Regions from separate parts of the Mus musculus genome. Here region 1 is linked to region 2. The links are chromatin contacts, called in public HiChIP or PLAC-seq maps. All regions are on one chromosome and are shown on one strand. The core of a region is the stretch at or near the end of the contact, and the rest is flanking DNA. Distances in the headings are between cores, read along the strand shown.

The links. HiChIP or PLAC-seq counts read pairs in DNA pulled down with a chosen protein or histone mark.
Region 1: a contact with region 2 is called in an HNF4G HiChIP or PLAC-seq map of pancreatic cancer cells. The contact joins the promoter of Krt80 here to the promoter of Acvr1b in region 2. A contact is called at or near these places in 2 of 115 datasets of contacts at active chromatin or transcription factors (microglia and pancreatic cancer cells) and 1 of 9 other capture datasets (adipose tissue).

The regions. Positions count from the first base shown.
Region 1 is chr15:101,366,924-101,371,601 of GRCm38.p6, forward strand. It overlaps Krt80 (keratin 80), which reads right to left and starts at 3,239. Exons shown (of 9, transcript NM_028770.3): 1 at 2,832-3,239. The coding sequence starts at 3,131. The region is part of intron 1 of Gm35853 (a long non-coding RNA gene); the gene reads left to right. Mir1941 (microRNA 1941) reads left to right here and starts at 2,429; the gene lies at 2,429-2,511.
Region 2 is chr15:101,171,874-101,176,474 of GRCm38.p6, forward strand. Acvr1b (activin A receptor, type 1B) reads left to right here and starts at 2,199. Exons shown (of 9, transcript NM_007395.4): 1 at 2,199-2,362. The coding sequence starts at 2,272.

The sequences.
Region 1 (4,678 bases), core at 1,989-4,488, 200 kb after region 2:
GCTCTTGCCTGAATCTGCGATGTACCCTGGGGAAGGTCCAGCCACTGAGTCAGTAGGGAGACATTGACCGGGATCCCTGACATGCTGGGAAGATGTCAGATCCCAGTATTAGCCAAGGAGCACAAGACCTGCAGGACAGCTGACCAGTGTCTGATGCCAGCAGGGCTGAAAACAGGGACATCCAAGACCCTTAGAGCTAGCATGACCCACCCTAGTCTCCAGCTGTCCACCTCTGAGCTGGCCAGTGTCTGATGCCAGCAGGACTGACAACAGAGACATCTGAGCTGGCATGACCCACCCTTGTCTCCAGCTATCCACCTCTGCTCCTGGATGGTCCTCTGGGCTTGTGTAGTCCTTCCCCAGAGCCCCAATGCCTAGGCTGTCTGTGTGTTTGAGATCCCCGCAGCAGTCTGATAGAGAGGACGCTGCCCTCCGAGGCTTCCCTCGTCTTTCCCCGTGGCTGTGGACTTGTTAGCCCCCCACCGGCAGGAGCCCCAGAATCTGAGGCACAGAGAGGGTAAGTGACTTACTTAAGGAAACACAGACTTCAAGGCAAGCACACACCACAGTGGTAGGCTTTTCTGCCGGGCTCTAGAGGAACGACTCCCTTCGCTTCCACAAGCACTCGTTTCTCTGGGAGGCAGAAGGCTTCGAAGGGGGAGAGGAGTGGAGTCCTCCTTCCTCTTCTCTGCTCAGGATCCCAGCCTTGCTCTGGGCCTGGAATCCATTTTCTGTGCTTTCCCTGCCAGTACTTCTCTCTGAAGCCTGGGCTGTGCCTTGCCCTATGGCCCCTCCCCATCCTTTCCCTTCCTCTTCGGGCCTGCGGTGTGTGTGGCTAGGAGCTCCCTGAATGAGGCTTATTTGCTCAGAAAACTTGCACTATCTGCTAGATGTGTTCCAACTACTATTCAAAAGTCGTCCCATTTGATTGAGAAACCCATTACATGGATGTGCACTGAGGCCCAGAGAGGTTCAGCAGGTTGCCTGCAGTTACACAGCAGACTGGTGGTGGGTCCAGGGTTCAAACTCAGAAATAGGGTTCTAATACTTTTTTAGTCCCTTGGGGTCTCCCAAGCCTCTGCTTAGCACAGGGCTGGAACCCATAGTTCCCTGTACCCTACAGTGATGGGCACCCCACCTCAAGGCCAACTTTGAGAGCTAGGAAGCTTGAGTTCTGCTAAGGACCTTCAAGGACCCTAACTGTGAGGGCTCCTTCCCTGGGCCCACACCCACGGTTCCCACCCGGTGCCCATGGCAGTGGCACAGAGTGACATCAGCATTGGCAATCGTTCGAAGGAGAGAAAAGCCACCCATGGGAGCCAAATTACATAGTTCAGCGAAGCACTCCTTTTAAGGGATTAGCCAGGCTTGTCAAGGAGGCACCTCTGCAGGGCCTACCTCTCAGGCCGTGGGTTCCATCTGCAGCTGTGGAAAGGTCTTCTTGCTCCTCCCCCAATGTGGGCATCTTGGATGTAAATGAGGAGACTCTGAACTAGTCAGAAGAGGCAGGGAAAGACACCATTTCTGCCTCAGATCTCTCTCTCTCTCTGTCTCTGTCTATCTGTCTGTCTGTCTGTCTGTCTGTCTGTCTGTCTGTCTGTCTGTCATACACACATACACATCATACACATCATACACACACAGACCTGAGTTTAAATATAAACCGTATCAGTTGTTGGCTCTGTGACTCTGGGCAATGCAATGAGTCTCTCTGGTCCTATTGCCTCATCTGCACAGCTGGGAAAACAACGTTTGTAGTGATGTTAGTTAGCACTGGCCCACCGCCGCCTTGCTACGTTCCTGTGGCATTCAGGCATCCAGGCCACACGTGGCACTCTCTTCTCACTGCCTGTCTGTCTGTACACCCCCACAGCTCAGGACCCCAGAAATGTGCAAGGGTTTGCAGACTCAGAAACCAAGAGGCAGATAAGGACTGGCCAGGGTTCCCTGTTCTGCGCAAAGTCATGAGATGTCTTTCTTTACAGTTAAGGGGATTTGAGGTGAACCTGTGAGGTGCCCTGTGGTGCCTAGCACACCAGTGTGTAGTTCAGTCAGTGCGGCTCTGACACAGGAGGAAGCAGGGCTGGGAGGATTGTTCACAGAGGCTTCTTGGAGTGGTTGAGTGGGCACAGGCTTGGAAGGTAGACAGGACTTCCTGAAGCCCTAGGCTAGCTGCAGGCAGTGAGTCTAGGAAGTGTGGGGGCCATGTTGTTAGGGGCCTGTTCCTTCCACCTAGGTGAGTGCAAAGCAGGCCAACTGTTGGCTGCTGGCTGGATTCTGACACAGTCCTCTACATTCCTTTCTCCTGACAAGCCAAAGTTGCGTCTTTACTCATACAAACTCCATGGCAGCCTCCTTCTGCCCCCGCTCCCACCCCCACCCCTTTGGACCTGCCAGAACAGTGGCTCTACGGATGAATGGGGAAAGCCAGCAGGGTGGGAGGGAGATGCTGGTACAGAGGCTTGGGGTTTTGAGGGCATCTTAGCAGTATCTCCCATCCACCCACCTGGGCAGAAGTCAGCAGGCCACACCTCCATAGGCCATCCCGAGAAGCACCCCTTGACTGTTACAGGGGTACACGGAGCCCTCCCATCCCCAGCCAGGTAGTGCACCCTTATCCAGTACCCCGCAGAGTCACCCTGAAGTTCCTTTCACCCCAGACACCAGGATGTATCAGGTTTCCCTAACCCATCTCTGCAGGTTTAGCCATGCTGCATCCCCATTGGCTGGGATCAGGGGCGGGGCATGACCGATGCTCAGGGAACCACCAGCCAGGTCACCTGGAAAGCCTGGGGCCCTTCTGTTTTGGTGCCCTCTCCCACTTAGCTCACCTTGCCAATCAGGGAGGCAAATTTATCATTGAGAGCCTTCATCTCCTCCTTTTCTTGATTCTTCTGCTGTTGAACAGCTGGATCCACCTTGAGGTCCAGAGGCACCAGCAGGCTGGGGTTCACAGTCACCTTGGGGATGGTGCCAGCTGGCCTGCAGCTTGTGAGGCTTCGAGAGCTGAAGCCAGGCCCAGGGAGCCCACAGCTGCCCCATCCTGAGGTCCCAGGCTGGGGACTGCCCGCAGGGGTCATCTCACAGCCGCTGAGGCTGCTGAAGCCAACGACGCAGGAGCGGTAGGCCATGGTGGCCCCCCTGGGCCTGGGAGCCGGAGGGCTCACCAGTGAGCTAGGGAGATTTGGAGTTGGTGGCTGGCAGCCGCCTCCTGTCACATCCAGGGCCGGCTGGGGACTGAGGCGAAAACACCTGTTGCATAGTGTTCATTAGCTACAGGAGGGCGGGACTCCTCCAAGCCAGACCAACCTGTTAGTTAGATGATGTGGCTCCCGCCCTCCCCGTACCACAGCTTTCTGTCTGCCCTACAGGGGCTCTGCCTTGTTGAAGGGGCTTGTCACAGTCCCCTGCAAGAGGGGCCTGACTGAGGAGGGGGCCTGCGGCCGGGCTGGCTGGGTGGGGCAGGGTGGGGCCGGGTGGTCAGTGCCAAGAAGGCGAAGTTCTGAAGGAAGGAGCAGGGAGAAAGGCGGGCAGCCAGCCACAGATCACGCTGCATACCGAAAGGCTGACGTATCTGGGCTCGCATACTTCTGGAAAAGATGAAGCAAGTGTAGCCCTGAGCTCCAAGGGTGATGACTGCCCTGGGCGCCATGCCAGGCTGTTGTTGGAAAACAGCCCCCTTATTATTTATCTTATCCATCTGTCAGTGTCCCCTGCTAATTTCCCATTCCCTCTTGCCCTCTCTCCCTTACTGAGGACCAGCCGAGTGCACCCCACTGACTCAAGGCCTGCAGGAAGCACATGACCGAGGCCTAGAGCTCTTGGTTTTTGAAACGTGACGTGACATTGGGTTGCGTGCGGAGTCAGCTTGGTTGTTCCCACTGGTAGAAAACCTCAATTATGTGGCTGTATTTTACCCTCATCTGAAAAATGGGCTTAAGATTTCAGTCACAAGCAGAGTAGAGGACCCACTCCAAACAGCTGGCCTGGGTTCAGAGTCCTCTCCCCCCCCCCCCCCCCCCCCCCCGCTCCAGGGGCCAAGAGGGTCTCTGATTGGCTGTAGTTCTGCCTCCAGGTGTCCAGCTCCTTGCCCTGCCTTCTCCTTCACTCTTCTTCCCGTTCCTCCTCCATGGCTACCCGTACAGCTTCTACCTTCTTCATGGAAAATCTGGTACGGAAACAGGCATCAAGGTGCCCAAGGAATTTCTGGAAACTACAAAGGTTCTCAGCCCAGTGCTCAGCCAGGGCCTGCTCTTCCTTATCCAGAGATGGCCTCTTCTTACCCACCCTGCTAGGTCCAGCATAATCTCCCTGAGCTCAGAGAAGGGTGTGTCTGTAAAAACCAAGGGGACTCGGCCTTTGAGGGGACCGAGGCAGTCACACATTTTAACCAGGCATGATGGTTGAGCCACATGACCTACACCTGCCTGGGGTCCAGGCCTGGTTCCCATGAATGGGCACTTCTGGTTCACTTGGATACAGAATTCTGCATCAGGAGTCTGTCTGGATCCTGGATTCCAGGATCTACCGTGGGTAATTGGGTTCCCAGGACAATGTATGCCCTACTTCTGTGGCATGCTATATGTACCCCACTCAGCAGCCTGGTGTGTCTGGTATGGCCGCCCCAACCTCCCACCGTCTTCTTCTGGTATCTGAATGGCATGCTGTCAGATCTAGT
Region 2 (4,601 bases), core at 949-3,448:
ATCTGTGGGAGTCTGTTCTCTGTGTCAACTCCAGTCATCAGGTTTGGCAACAAGCACCTTTACCTGCTAAGCTATCTTGCTGGCCCACCACCTTACCTTGAACAGATCTTTGTTGAACTTGAAGCTTGGTTGGCCAGTGAGACTCTGGGGTCTGCTTGTTCCTGCCCTCCTACTGCTAGGGCTCACAGATGTGAGCTGTGCACCTGTTTTCTATCTGGGTGCTGGAGATCTGGACTTGGGTCCTTGTAGTAACACAGTGGGCACTTTACCAATTAAGCCATCTCCCCAGACTTGGATGTGGAGACACAGGCTGGGAGAGAAGACTGCCATGTGAAGATGGGGCACCAAGGATTCTGGGAACTACCGGAAGCTCAAAGGGAAGGAGTCATTTCTGAAGAGTTTGATGGAACGTGGCCAAGTGATTTGGGGTTTCTAAGCTTCAGAGTAAACAGAGAATAAATTTGTTATGTAATGCCAACTTTGGTCCAGTGGCCCTCAGTACTGTTGGACCACAGCTGGGGGCCTAAAGGAGGATAGATACAGCATAGTTGGGTAGACCAGTAAGACAGACTTGGAGAAGTAGGCTACTTTTGGGGGGCAGGTCATGATTGAGGGTAAAAAGAATAAAAATGGTGGTGTTTATTTACCCAGCTATGCACTAAGCACCAGTTTGACTTTCTACTTGTGTGTGTTTGTGTGTTGTACCTGGGGAATGAGACCAGAAGTCCTGTTTTCCTTGGGTTCTTTGTGTTGGAGACAATTATAAGGTAAGATGTCAGAACAGCGCCCCCCACCTTTGTTTGTTTGTTGGTTGGTTTGGGTTTTTTGTTTGTTTGTTTGTTTTTGAGACAGGTTTCTCTGAGTAGTCCTGGCTCTTCTGGGACTCACTCTGTAGACCACACTGTCCCAGAACTCAAGAGATCTGCCTGCCTCTCCTCCCTCCCTCCTTCTTGACGGTCTTCTCTATCCCTTGGTCTCACACATGAAACTATCTATGACTTTGAAAGGCTAAGATGTTGCCTGTTTTCTCCTAGTTGGTTATCAGAAGCAGAATACAGATCCCAAAGTCTCTTGTGAGCTCTTCAGAAAGATACGGGATCATTTGCCTTTTATAAGTATTTCCTACTAGGTTTGAAAGTAATGTTTATCTGGAAACTATTTAGAAGTTACTGGAATACTTAAAGGAGAAACAAAAAATTATTTCAGCCTGCCTCTGTGGCACACACACCTTTAGACCCAGCACTTGAGAAGCAGAAACAGGCAGTTCTCAGTGAGTTTGAGGCCAGCCTGGACAACATAATAAGACTCTGTCTCAAAAACAAACTGAAAACCTTAGTAGTAATATTGAGTAATATCGTTCCCTTTTCTCCTACGCATACATGCATACATATCATCCACAAAAATTTATTGTAAAGGTTGGTGTTTACATTTTCATTTAACATGGAGTAACATTTCCTCGCGCCATTAGTTTTTGTAAACCGATTTTTAATCACTAGTGCTCCTTCACATGAGTGAGCCACAGTTTATCTAAGCTTCTATGATTGCTTCTCTAGTTTCCAGCTTTTTCCAATGATAAATAAGCAAGGGAACATTTTGCGTAAATATTTAGCCTCATTATTTCCTGAAGACAGACAGGAGGAAATGCCGGGCAAATGCAATGCGTTTTGTGAAGCTGTCTGATAGGTGCTGTCACATTGTTTCCCAAAATGGTTCTACCTGGCCAGCACCCTCACCAAGGCTGTCAGCCGTGCCAGCCTAGCTACATTTCGAAAACACAGACGCTCGCTCGCACAGGTAGTTGTGTCCAGCTCGCTGCAGCGGGAGGGAGCCTCGAGGGGACGCCGGTCAGGAGACTCTGGCGACGAACCCAGCGGGACACAACGGGCCGGAGGGTCGGGGCTGGGGGAAGGAAGGAGGACGGGCGCCGGCGCGGCCACTCCGCGGAGGGAGGAGGGAGACTGTCGGTCGGCGGACCCGGCCTCCCCCGCTTTCGGCTCAGCTCCGCACGGGTGCGCGAGGTTGGCCGAGGCGAGAGCCTCCGCCCCTTTAACAGGGACCCTCCCCTTTAAGGCGGGCGCACGCGCGCACCCGGCCCCGCCCTTCGGGGGCGCGCGCGGCGGCGGCCGCACCGGCTCCCGGGAGCTCACGTGCCGGCGCGGAGCGAAGGAGCCGGGCGCGCGCGGGCGGGCGGGAGGAGGGAGGGAGGGAGGGAGAGAGGCGCCGGGGGCGCGCGCGCGCGCTGGGCGCTGCTGGGCTGCGGCGGCGGTTACTATGGCGGAGTCGGCCGGAGCCTCCTCCTTCTTCCCCCTTGTTGTCCTCCTGCTCGCCGGCAGCGGCGGGTCCGGGCCCCGGGGGATCCAGGGTGAGTCCGGGGCGGGGATGGGGGGGGGGGGCGCGGGATACAGACGGCCAGGCGAGGCCTCGCGCTCGCCGTGGGGCTCGGGCGCGCCCCCTCCCCAGCCGCGCAATATGGCCGGGCGGGGGGCGCGGAGGGCCGGGGTGGCGCTGGGTCAGCCTTGGGGACCCGCGCGCTCTTCCAGACGGAGCCCGACCGGGGCGCCCAGGGGGTCGCGCCTCCTGCACCCTCCGCTCCCACCCCAGGCTTCCTCGAGATGTGGAGGTCCCTGGCTCCTGCCCTTCAGCGCGTCCGTGCGAGGGGGGTTATTCCCTGCCAGCAGATGCTCCTGGGGGCGCCTTTTCTCCCGCCAAGATTGTGGGGTTCGACGATGGGGGGCTTGTTTCTCCGATGTGTTCTGTTGCCGAGAGCCTATGCGTACCCTAGGCTAGGAGGGTAGGGGTCTCTAAGCCTCCCTTCATCATGGGGTGCCCCTACCCTCTTTCCCCTGCCACCCTGATGGTCTAGGCACCGGAGTCACATTCCCCCTTCTTTCGCTCAGCTCCTTGGGTTCTGCAGGGCACCCCCCTCCCACCCACCTCGGATATCCATGCCTGTAGACGCTGTTTGGAGGAAATGGGGCGAGCAGGCCCCTAAACCTTTTTGGAGATTGGCCTCAGAGCCATTCCAACCCTGTGAAAACCTAGTTCCCCAGCTGTTAATCTGAATCTAGGTGTATGTGTGTTTGCATGCCTCCTCACCTCCCCCACCCCGCCCCAGGGGGCCCATTCAGTTAATCACTCCGAGGATGCTTTTCAGGTGAGATCCTGAAAACTGCTTCCAACCCCCCCACCCCCAATTATTTAAAGACCCCCACGGTTGGACCGTCTCCCTGGCCCTTGGTCAGTACTTTTGCCTTGACACACAGTCCCTCCTCCCGGCACCCACCCTCCACACACACCCCTTACCTTCCAGCCTTAAGGGCCTTGTGTGGCCAGGCCCACCCCCACCTTTCCCAGTACAGAGGTGGAGACGTTTCTGTGGGACACTACACCGGCTGTGTTGTTTATGAGGCTTGTGAGGCTGGGAAGAGCCGGTGAAACCCTAAAATATTTCATCTGGTAGTATTCTCAAATGTGCTTTGGCATTGGGGTTACAGAAGAAGGTTATATTTGGCAGTTGCATCGAAGTGATTATTGACCCACAGATGGATATGGTGAGACAATTAGGGGTTGTATTTGCTGCTCCCATTGTACAAAGCCTTCTGCTTTGGCTTCTCAGCCGCCCCCAACCTTCCAGCAATGGAAGTTCGTGTGTGTGTGTGTGTGTGTGTGTGTGTGTGTGTGTGTCTGTCTGTCTGTCTGTCTGTCTGTCTGTCTGTGGCTCTAATCTGCACGCGCACACACACACACACACACACACACACACACACGAGATGCTCAGGTGGGTCTTGGTTTAGTAACGCAGACCCTCAGTAGAAGACACCATGCTACTTTGGAGTCTCAAAACCAAGTTCACTATCCCCGTCTTTGATGTGTTCTTCCAGAGTGGCGGGGCTTGTGCGTCGGCGGCGGGGTCTTTGTTCACTGGCTAGTGCTTCTGCTAGGCACTGTGCTGAGTTCCCTGTGTTGCTGCTGCTCTGTCACAGGTAACTGAGCGGCGGCGGCAGAGACTGGTAAACCCCGCCGAAGGTGGATGAACAGCCTTACATTTGTGGGGAGAGAGTGATTTTCATAAATAAGAATGTTCTCTGGGGCTTGTGGGCCATGTTTCGAGATCTGTGACAGTGCTGTTTCCCTAGTAGGGTGGTAAAAATAAGGACATTCCGTCTTCAGGTTTGTCGTGTTATGTGTGTATAAATAAATCTCTAAGTCCCTCCAGTGAAATTCATATCCTGCCTCTAGCATCTCCAAGATTTTGAAACAGTCAGTTCCCTGCTGATTTGGTGTCTGTCTGTGGGCTTGCCTTGTTGCTAGCATAGTTAAGAATGTTTAATTGGTAAGCCAACTGGTTCTGAACACGGTTTGTTTTTGTATCCTCCCCAAACTGGATGCTTGTTGGGGTGGCAGTGGGTGGGTATAACCGGGAGTTGGGCTCTTTTTTTGGTAAATGGGATATTTGGTTGTGTGTCCAGCAAACATTCTCCAAGGCCTTCAAACTTCTTGGCCAGACACTGCAGTTTTTTCCGGGATACATCTAGTTGCCAATAGTGCATGCTACAGAGACCACTGTTGCAAAAGGCTTAAAGTCAGACGTCACTTCTGGG